Regions from separate parts of the Callithrix jacchus genome. Here region 2 is linked to region 1. The links are chromatin contacts, called in public Hi-C maps. All regions are on one chromosome and are shown on one strand. The core of a region is the stretch at or near the end of the contact, and the rest is flanking DNA. Distances in the headings are between cores, read along the strand shown. Region 1 overlaps WIPF3 (WAS/WASL interacting protein family member 3). Region 2 overlaps LOC144578229.

The links. Hi-C and Micro-C count contacts between places; a contact is called where the count stands out from the background.
Region 2: a Hi-C map of skeletal muscle shows a contact between it and region 1, with 5 times the contacts expected there. The contact joins two enhancer-like sites.

What each region holds. Positions count from the first base shown.
Region 1 is chr11:28,338,375-28,343,660 of calJac240_pri, reverse strand. The region is part of intron 2 of WIPF3 (WAS/WASL interacting protein family member 3); the gene reads left to right. LOC103794748 (a long non-coding RNA gene) reads right to left here. Exons shown (of 3, transcript XR_013523905.1): 3 at 3,856-3,990. Among named protein-coding and RNA genes, the nearest start is that of WIPF3, 57 kb to the left of the region's middle. Within about 2 kb of position 4,005, at least 1 of the 16 cell types and tissues checked has an H3K27ac peak or open chromatin away from gene starts, as enhancers often do. A contact at or near this core is called in skeletal muscle, where this site is marked.
Region 2 is chr11:28,448,126-28,453,962 of calJac240_pri, reverse strand. The region is part of intron 8 of LOC144578229; the gene reads right to left. All of the region lies in intron 1 of LOC144578230 (thymosin beta-4-like), which reads left to right. Among named protein-coding and RNA genes, the nearest start is that of WIPF3, 53 kb to the right of the region's middle. Within about 2 kb of position 3,707, at least 1 of the 16 cell types and tissues checked has an H3K27ac peak or open chromatin away from gene starts, as enhancers often do. A contact at or near this core is called in skeletal muscle, where this site is marked.

The DNA.
Region 1 (5,286 bases), core at 2,756-5,255:
GCCACTGTTGTTCTAATTGACTCTTGCTGGAGTGATAGGGCTCAGTCATGGCTGGAGTGAATGAGCAGACTCAGGGTTAGCCTCAGGGGGTCTAAGCGTAGACTGATAGTTGCAAAAGTACAACAAGTACCAAAGAAGCCACAAGAAGTGAATGTTATCCCACCTTTTACAAATCATCGCACTGCTGCCCTTTCTTTGTTGCTTTTTTTTCTCACCCTACTGTCCCTTTATTACTTTGTCTTTGTTGCCAGAGCAAGCAAATCAAAGTATAAGACACCCTGTTTACACTTGAATTTCAATTAAAGGATATACAATTATTTTAGTATAAGGGTGTAGTAAACTCATTCTAAGTCAATTATTTGTTGTTTATCTGAAACTCAGATTTAACTGTGAATTCTGTATTTTATCTGGCAACCCTATCTCTGTCTCTGAACATGCTTTTTGAGAGGTTCATTGCAACCTCCGCCTCCCAGGTTCAAGTGATTCTTGTGCCTCAGCGTCCTGAGTAGCTGGAATTACAGGCACCCACCACCGTGCCCAGCTAATTTTTGTATATTTAGTAGAGGCAGGGTTTTGCCATGTTGGCCAGGCTGGTCTTGAACTTCTGACCTCAAGTGATCTTCCCGCCTCAACCTCCCAAAGTGCTGGAATTACAGGTGTGAACCACTGTGCCCAGACTAATAGTATTTTCTTTTAATAGTATTTTCTCCTTCTGCAAAGTTTTCCCAAACCCTTTATGTAGTACTTGGCTACTATAGATTTTTTTTTCTGATTTATAAGATGTCTGATTTATTTTTTGACAAAATAAACCAGAAAGCTCAGTGCAGGTGTCTACTAATTCAAGGAGAAGACACATTTTTTTGCATTGTGCTTTTGGTGTCTTTTTTAAGAAATCTACCTAATCCCAGTTCACAAAGATTTTTCTGTGTTCTCTTTTAAAGAAACACTATAGTTTCTCAGATATGTATGTAAATATGTAGATAGGACTATAAACATAGACACAGCTATCTCCCTCACAGGCTTTGCTAATCTGTCTTTTTACATTGTAAATCTACCCCACCCCACACACCTTCCACCTTCATTCATGCATACAGGAGTGTTTATACATATCTTTTTCATTTGTTCATGCTTTTGCATTCTGTCCCCTATTGTATATCTGCCTAATCTATCCTTTAAAACTTTGGTATTTCCCCCTAAACACTGGTCATATTTAATAAGTTTCCTTCTTACTTTAAAATTCTGAGAAATGAAAAACTTCAGGCCAGGCACAGTGTCTCACACCTGTAATCCCAGCACTTTGGGAGGCCAAGGCTGGAGGATTGCTTAGTCCAGGAGTTCAAGAATAGCCTGAGCAACAAAATGAATCTCATCTGTACCAAAAAAAAAATTAGCTGAGCATGGTGGCATGTCTGTTGTCCCAGCTGCACAGGAGTCTAAAGCAGAAGTCTATTGCCAGGGCAACAGAATCAGACCCTGTCTCAAAACAAAAACCAAACAAAACTTCCTAGTTACCTCTTTAAAAACTGAACTTGCATCTTTATTACCATTCTTATGTATTGGTTTATATTTATTTTACCTTGTCAGATCAATGGCTCGTAATAGAAAATGGGATCCTACCCTTAGACAGAAGGTTGGTGAGGTAGAATACATGTCATGGAAGAACCTTCTGGGCAACACAGAAATCTTAAGGAATAAATAGTTTTTCATTCTTGTCATTTTATTAGCAAAGCTTAAAATCCACCAGTCAATAGACACAAGTTACTCCCATGTCTGTTTTTTTTTTTTTGCAAATCACTATGCTAAGCTGCGGAAGACTCAAATCAGTGGAGCCTTATTTGTCTCTGCCCTCAGATGAAACATATGAAGAGATAAACAAGTAATATATATTCATTGTAGCAAAGAATGTAGTCTGAGGGGAAATTGAGTGATAAGAGACCTTGGTGATTAAGGGATCGAGTTAAAATGGCTGTCCTCCTCACCAGCACAGAGCAGGCAGTGCTGGGGCCCTCCCTGGGCACTCACACACCTTCCTAACCTTGCACCCTAACCACCTCCCTCACCTCTCCTCACCCTCAACCTGTGACATAGAGCAGTTCAACTTTGCTCCCCCGTAATCTGGCATTTCAGAAGATAAACTAAGTTGTTTCTCTTAAGAAGAATCATGGCAACATGTCCCCAATTCTTTTTGGAAAATATAAATCTATTAATTTATTTTTCTTGATTTTTACTTCATTATGCCCCAACTCATCCCACAAAAAGTTGGGACAGTGATTTAAAAAATTCTCCTCCTGCAAAGTTTTCCCAAACCCTTTGTGTAGTACTCGGCTACTACAGATTATTTTTTCTGGTTTATAAGATGTCTGATTTATTTTTTGACAAAGTAAACCAGAAAGCTCAGTGCATGTGTCTGCTAATTCAAGGAGAAGACACACTTTTCAGAGCTCCGCTTCCTGTGGCCCAGCTGCTATTGGCCATTGGTGTTACCTAGGGTTTCCACATTCTCCCACCTCCTACCCAGTGACTTTGCCCAGGGACGATGATGACTGTGGAGCTTTAACAGTATGATTTTCTTTAAACTATCCTGTGTAAACATTGAATATGTCTCTGTGTGTATATATGATTTAATTTTTAAATGGACTTTTTTAGAGCAGTTTTAGGTTCAGAGCAAAACTGAGCAGAGAGTACAGAGAGTTCCCGCACACCCACTGCCCCCACACACGCACAGCCTCTCCCACTGTGCACATCAAGACTTACATTCTGTATTTTTTAAAGATTCATCATCTTTAAAACCCTCCTTTCCATAGTTGTTGCAGCATGAACCTATTGTTACTCAAAATAAACAGACTGAATACCAGAGATTATTGGCATTTTAATGTGATTTCTTTAAAATACTTATGTATTAATTTTTTATGGTAAGTGTTTTGCAATCATTACATAGCCATATTTTCTCATATTACATAGCCAGATTTTCTGACAGTACAAGTATTTTTCGTTCTTAAAGTGAAATGGAATATACTAGAGATCAGAATAGTAGCTGACACATCAAAGGCAGTTGATGATGTTTGTTAAAGTACATTGATATTCTATTCCTCAAAGAGTCTTGTGACTTCCAGATGCTTCGTGGTCTTTAAATGGCTTCTCCCCTCACCCCACTCCCAGCAAGGCTCTAGCCTCTTCTGTAGGGTGTGGGTTAACTTCACCAGGGAGGCAGAGGCCCATCAGCACAAAAGGACAGTATATGGGGATATATCTTAAGTTCAGAGCAATGGCTGCATCAGCCCACGCCACTCTCATTACATATGGCCTCAATCAGCAGGCCTAATTTTAGGAGGTGCAAGACAAAAATACAGTCGAGAGAAGTGAACTAAAAATACACCCCTTCTTCTGTTACAACGCACTTCCTCAGAGTTGGTCTGTTCCATTAAGCAAAATTCTCTGCCTGTCATACTTGTCATAAAGACTTTCCGATGATGACTAAGAACAACGAAAGCCTACATTTTATTTTGATTCATTGCAGCTGTCATGACCTTCCATTTATTTCTGCTCCTTTTTAGAATGGCTGGCATTCACTTAAACAGATGCTACTGTATTTTTCAGGGAGGGTCTGAGGTGATCCCATTTTATTAATATACAAAGAGTGTCATTAAGGAGGGTATGTTGTATGAGTCACACTTCAAGTATACCAGCGAGCCCCTTCTGTGATTCTCATGACAAAAATACTTGCTTTTATTTTCAGCTCCCGCTGTATTTTTTTTGCATTGAAGAACCTATTTTATTTTAATGAAGTTTTCCAAGTGCTTATTATGTATAAGACATGATGCTGAGTACCGGAAGGGTTGATTGAGACATAATTCCTGCCTCAAGAAACTTACTTGAGGAAGAGAGATACATGTCAAGACGTGAAACTAGGATGGCTGCAGCTGGCACTTCCTAGGGAGGGAGGTGTCCTTGGGGAAATATCTTCATGAACTATGCAAGTAGGGCTGGAACCTGAGGGCAGGAACAAAGTAGCGGTAAGAATGGATAAACCACACTGCAGGAAACAAGGGGAAGAATTCACTCCATGCATAAGAGGCTGGGCAGAGCGAGAAGACGGTTGAGCAGGGAGTTGAGAGAGAAGAACTAGAAAACTGGTTTGAGGTTCAGGACTAAAGGAGAGCTGGGCCAGGTGAAATTCCATGTTGGGAAGACCAAAGGCCATTTGAGGGCCAGGGATGCCCAGTGCTCAGTGTGAGGGTGTTGATGATGCTTGGGAGGGAGAGCCTTTCTGTTCTCCACCCACATTTCAATAACATCACAGTTCTCATCAGGAATGCTTTATGTGAATGTTTTGTGGTTTCTTTTTGTTTTGTTTTGTTTTGGTGTGGGGATTATCCCAGAAGGTTTTGGTCTGCATTTCTAAGAGCATGAGGAATAGAGCAGAGACAGGATGTATGAAAGTAGGAACCTGGAAGCAAATGTGACCCTGAGACACAAACTCCCCTGAAATTGCAGAAGTCTTTGGGAGGCGTTGTACTTCCTGAGGGCGTCAGGTTCTAGAGGAACCTGAAGGTCTGAGCCAGGTTCCTCTAGATGTCAAGGGCTTGGGAAGCCCCAGCTGATATCTGCTTGTCTGGATTAAACTGATAAAATGTATGGCTATTTTACATAAGTTTACAAGAGTGGAAATGCACAGAAAGGACTAGTTAATGTCAACGAGGATTAATTTAGGGCTCCCTCAGAGAGCTTTCAAAGCTGGGCCTTGGAAGCTGAGTGTGATTTCAATGAACAGAGTAGGTGAAAGCCGTGTCAGGTAGAGGGAATGCCTGAGAATTGGCCTTGAGACACCAAGTGTGTGGACAGGACAGGGAATGGAGAACTAGGCATGTGTGGTTGGCATCCATAGTGTGTGGGTGGGTAGAAACATGGACTGTGGTCAGATTCTGGAAGGCCTTAAACTCCATGCCTAGTGAATTTTGACCTAAGTTTGTGGAGGTCTGATCTATATCTAGAGAAGCAAATTGGAGAAACAATCTGAAAGTTTGTGAGGAAAAGTTTTCAAAGGAAGAGTCCCATTAGGAGACCCTTTAATCCATGACTCTCAAACTTCCCACTTCCACCTATATACGTACTGTAGTTTGGATACTTGTCTCCTCAAACCTCATTTTGAAATGTGATCCCCAGTGTTGGAGGTGAGGCCTAACAGTAGGTGGTTGGGTCATGGGGACAGCGCCCCATGAGTTAGTTTTCGCTGCATTAGTCCCCTGCAGAGCTAGTTGTTAAGAAGAGCCTGATGCCTGCCCCTGT
Region 2 (5,837 bases), core at 2,458-4,957, 110 kb before region 1:
AGATGCTACTTATTTATTTTTTGTTATAGACAGCAGCCAGATACGCTAAAAACCTTTTAAAGTGTTTTCCCTGGTATGGCCAGACAGAAGAGCTATTTTGAACAAGTGGCAGCAGAGGGCACTCTTCTTACAGGTTAGTTTCTATCCTCACTTCTCAAAGGAAAACACTTGGTAAAAGGCCTGTGTGCATATATAGATGTTAAGAAGTTTATGGCCCTTTAAAAAAATAGGTGACAGATTAGATAGATGATAGATAGATGATAGATAGATAGATAGATAGATAGATAGATAGATGATAGAGATAGATGATAGACAATATAGATAAATAGATGATAGATGAGAGATGACAGATAGGTACATAGAGACATAGATGATAGATAGATAGATGATATAGATGATAATTGTTAGATGATAGATAACATAGATAGATAATTAGACAGATAGATTACTTTTATGGCTCTTCCCCTGTCCATTAAAACTGAAACCCTGTGTGATTATGTTTCCTTGAATCATTACCACTTTTTCTCCTTAAGGGTGTTAACTTCCTATTTCACCATAGAAACTTTCACTATTTTGCTCAGAAACTCAGGGCTTTTGGGTACTGCCCTCCCACTGTCTAGTTTTTGTGTTCTCTCTTGGGGTCCTCTCTGGAGGCCATAGCCATCTTTAGAGTATGCCCAGGAGGGAAGGAAGTGGATCTAGTTCTTCCCGGAATGGCTTGGGTGATGCCCTCTGCTACAGACAGACTACAATGTGTTCCAACACTCCTTCCCCCTTTCTTTTTTCTTTGCCCCCCCACTCCTCTCCCACATCTCTATTCCTCCCAGCCTTTCTTCACTCTTCCCTGTGCCCATCATTCTCCTCCAACATTCTCCTCCATTTCCAAGGTCACAGGCATCATCACCATGTAAGCCTCCCACCCCAGATAACCAGCCTCCAAGATGGCTCCATGATCCCCACCTTCTTGGATATACATCCTCGTGCAGGGCCTTCCTGCATTGAGTTGGGCTGACCTGTGTTAGCACTGGGTTATATGGGAATGACAAGATGGCATGTGACTTCCAAAGTTAAGGTCACTTTGCTCTCTCTTGGATCACTAAGCCAGTTGTCATGTTGTGAGGATGCTCAAGTTGTCCTATGGTGGGTCCCTGTAGCAAGGAACTGAGTTCTGCTGACAGCCAGCAGTGCCTTCCCAAGCATTAGAGTGTGCCACTTTAGAAGCAAATTCTATAGCTCCAGTACATCCTTTAGATGACTGCCACTCTGCTCACATCTTATCTACAACCTCATGAGAAACCTCAGCCAGAGCCACCTAGCTAGGCTGCCCCTGGATTTCTGAGCCACAGAAACTATGAGATAATAAATGTCTACTGTTTAAGACTCTAAATTTGGAGTAATTTGCTATTCAGCCATAGAAACTGACATTCCTTTCATCGTGCCTGACAACACAACTAACACTGCTGTCCCTGTGGTTTCATGTCCCTGTGGTTAAAGCTCTCCAAGGGCTCATGATTAATTTCAGGATAAAATCCAAATCCCTTAGCACAGCATAGCATAGCATAGCATAGCATAGCATAGCATAGCATAGCATAGCATAGCATAGCATAGCATAGCATAGCATAGCATAGCATAGCATAGGTCTTCTATGAACCAGCTCTTGCATGCCTCTCAGCCCCATCCCTCCCACTCTACCTTTCCTCCCTGCATCACTTCAGCTACTCTGAAACACATTGCATCTTCTTAGATGTGGACAGATAAAACTGCCAGATTTTTCACAGGATGTCCAGTGAAATTTGAATTTCAGATAAACAACGAATAATTTGTGTGGTTATACAATATTTGGGACATACTTATGCTAAAAATATTGTATGACACACACTTATTCTTAAAAGTTATTCATTGTTTTATCTGAAATTCACATTTAGTAGGGCATCCTGTACTTTTCATTGCTAAATCTGAAAACCCTACAGATGTGAGCTGCTTGCTTTCAGCTCCTGCTCAGTCCCCAGCTGGATCGCTGCAGCTCTCCCTGACTAGCTCCCTGTCTTGCAAGACCCAACTCAGACAGCAGTGCCCCTAGAAAGCCTAGGCTGACTTCGCTGCACCATACACACCTAGTATGGGTCAGACATGCCTGCTGCAGGCTCCCCGCCCACCTGTCACACCTCTCTCACACCATGCAGTTCACAAATATTTGTTTGCCTGTCTCCAGTACTAGACTCTGAGCTTCCTTAGGTCAGGCACTATCTTAGTCATCACTATGTGGCTTTCGTGCCAAAATCATAGTATAATCACAGTTTACAATTCCTGAAGATTTACTCTACGCTAGTCGCTGTTCTAAGACGTTCTGCATATATCAACTCATTGAATTTTCGTATCAAGCCAAAGGAGGTACTATTAATATCCCACATTTACTGGGGAGGAATCTGAGACAGGAATAGGTTTTGCAACTTCTCCAGTGTCATCTGATAATGGCAGGGAAGTTGGGGTTCAAAGCCAGGAGTCTACCACCAGAGCCCACCCTCTAACAAGCTAGACACATTGCCTCTTTACAGTGTATGATAAGTGCTTGCCAAATGCATGTAAGAACTGACTATCCAGCTAAGTTCCTCCAAACTAGATAACTGCCTTTAAGCAGGGACCTTGCTGCCTATGCCCCTCCCAGCTCTCTCTTCAGTCACCACTACCTAGCATAATGCATGGTGTTTTCTTCACAAGCAAATACCAAAGAACTATACTGGTGTGTTTTCCCCTCTTCAAATTCTGACTACAGATCCAGGGTAGCACCATATACCACACCTCCCTAAAAAAGAATGGTTATAGGCAGGGCGAGCTGGCTACACCTGTAATCCCAGCACTTTGGGAGGCTGAGGTGGGCAGATCACCTGAAGTCAGGAGCTCCAGACCAGGCTGGGCAACATGGCGAAACCCCGTCTCTACTAAAAACCCAAAAAAAAATTAGCCAGGCACGGTGGCACACCCCTGTAATCCAAGCTACTTGGGAGGCTGAGGCAGGAGGATTGCTTGAAACTAGGAGACGGAGGTTGCAGTGAGCTGAGATCGCGCCACTGCACTCCAGCCTGGGTTACAGAGGGAGACACCATCTCAAAAAAAAAAAAATGATTATAGCATGTGCCTTAGAACTACAAGCCAAGGAAGCACTGCGGTTAATAGCGTGAGTTCTAGAGTAAAATTCCCTGGACTTAGATTCCAACTCTACTGCTTATTAGCTGTATGGCTTTGGATGAGGCCCTGAGATATAGATTCTTCATCTGAGAAATGGAGACGCAGCACCTGGAATATAGCATGTACTCAGTAAATGTCGGCTGTCACCATTGTCATTGCCAATCTACTCAGCCCATAGGCAGGTATGTGTGGGTCTAGCACCCCCATGAATTTCCATGACTTCCCCAGCTCCCTTCCCCCATGCAAAATTTCCAACAGAGGTTAGAGAGGGCAACCTGCATCAGTATCCTTTGGAGTTTCAGTGCTGGCCTTAGAGACCAAAATTAGTAAAGTGAAACCAAGGGAGGAAGGCTGCCCCCCAGACCAAGGAGCAGCTAGAAAGAAGCAAAAGTAGCCCCACTGGCCCTCACTTCCTCAGTTCTACAGAGCTGGGTGGCTGGAACTGTGCCAGATTCCCAGATCAGAAGCTGCTCTACTTTTGGAGAAGCCACCCCAGGGAAAGCCTTTGTACCTACTGGGAAACAGTGCACTCTCAGGGTCTGAAGCCACAAAGTTCTGTACGTCTCAAGGGTGCCTGCTTAAAGGAATACCCTTGACTTCATAAGTGGCCAGAAGTACATGAGAACCTCTGTGTCTTGCCGGGGACTAGGTACCTAGCCTAACTTAGCCATAGGGGTACCTGTGATGAAATTGAAGGCTAGCATTTTTTAGCATGCTGGGCTCTCAACTAAGTGCTTTGCATGTGTCCCCTCAATCCCTACAACAACACTGTAAGGTTTTGGTTTCATTTGTTTGCTTGCTTGCTTTTTGGGACTGGGTCTCTGAAAGGTTTTTGCTTTGTTTTTTTTTTTGAGGCAGGGCCTCACTCTGTCACTCAGGATAGAATGCAGTGGCTCACTGTAGCCTCTACCTTACAGGTTCAAGTGATCCTCCCACATTAGCCTCCCAAGTAGCTGGGACGACAAGCATGTGCCACCACACATGGCTAACTTTTTTACTTTTTATAGAGATGGAGTCTCACTATGTTGTCCAGGCTGGTTTCAAACTCATAACCTCAAGCTGTTTTCCCACCTTGGCCTCCAAAAATTGGAATAGGCATGAGCCACCATCCCAGCCAATACTGTCAGTTTTGGTAACATCATTATCCTTATTGTACAGAAAAGAAAACTAAGTAATTAGCTCAAGTCATACCTCTAGCAAGAGAAGAATTTTATTTTTAATTCTATCCCATGATATGGAAGTAACTCTTCAGCTGCCCTGACCCTATGGCTCTAGGCTTCTGCTAGGGACCTAGTTCAGAGCTTCCAGGGAATGCAGACGATGCAGTACACTCACGGCACTGGTTCTCAACGCCATCTGCAAGTGAGACCATCACCTGGGGAGCTGACCCACCGGGTCCTCCCCAGACCACAGGGATTCAATTTACTGGAGGGCGGGACCAAAGCAATGGATGTTTTATAAGATTTCTTTGGATGACTCTACTGGGTGGCCAGAGTTGAGAACTACTCCACTTAAAGCCATTCTCAATGAATAGATGAAACTTTACAAAGAAATTCCCAAGATCCTCGTATCAAAAATCTCTTTGGAATGATGTCTGTTCCTCCTTCTCCAAGGGGCAATCTCTGAACAAGCGATGAAGGTAAGGATTCTTCATGGGGGGTTTCAAAACCTTCTTTTATTTGCTCATAAGGCATGCATGGTAGAATCAGCTCACTTTAATGCAGAGGTAAGTGCTTCTCTCAGGCCCTTAAGAAAAACTGACCCTAAGTACCTCTTCTGCTCTTGCAAGAATCTGAGGGTGCACACCTCCTTCAGTTTTGCACCCTAGACACCATCCCAACTTACCCTAATCCTGACCCTGAGAGAAGTTCTTCACATACTACCATTCTGTAAAATGTAAGACAAATAGGAAAAAATTCAGTGGTTCACATCAATGTATAATAATCACCATCTACATGTGTATAGAAAAACTCTAACTTGTTGGGGAGTTTTGGTTGCAAGCAACAGAAACAAACTCTGGCTAAGCTAGGCAAATAAAACTAATGAAAACATATGGATTGGATTGCAGAATCCAATGAAATGCAGTAGCCTCAGAAAAGATAAGAACAAAGGTGCCCATAAGAATCAAGGATGCAAAAGCTTCGAGATGTTGCCTTTCCCCACTTTGAGATCCTGCTCCCAAGATTGAAATCCATGGTAAGAGGTTCTGCTTGGCTGCTGTGACTGCCCCTCAGCACTATGATTGAGCATTGTAACAACACTCTATTCAACAGGACAGCTCCCCAAGGCAAAACTGAGAGGTTTTAAAAGAAGGAAGAAGAAACAAATGCTGGCCTGGTAAAACCAGTGGATGTTTATTCTTCTCCTGTACCATCTACAAGGTGTTTTGCATGCATAAATAACATCGTGTGAGGGGGCAGGAGCAGGACATCTCCATTCCAGGTAAACTTATGTCCTGGTTGCCACTTTCTTAATGTTAGCGATATATACTTTGTAAATTTTAAAAGCACTACACATACGTAGTTTATTATTATAATCCTCTTCCTGAAAAATGTGGCATGCAAATCAGAAAGATTAGACCTATTTAACCTGCCTGCCTGCCACTAGCCAGGCAGAAGCTAACTAGCTTACTGGTCCAGTTTTTTCTTCTT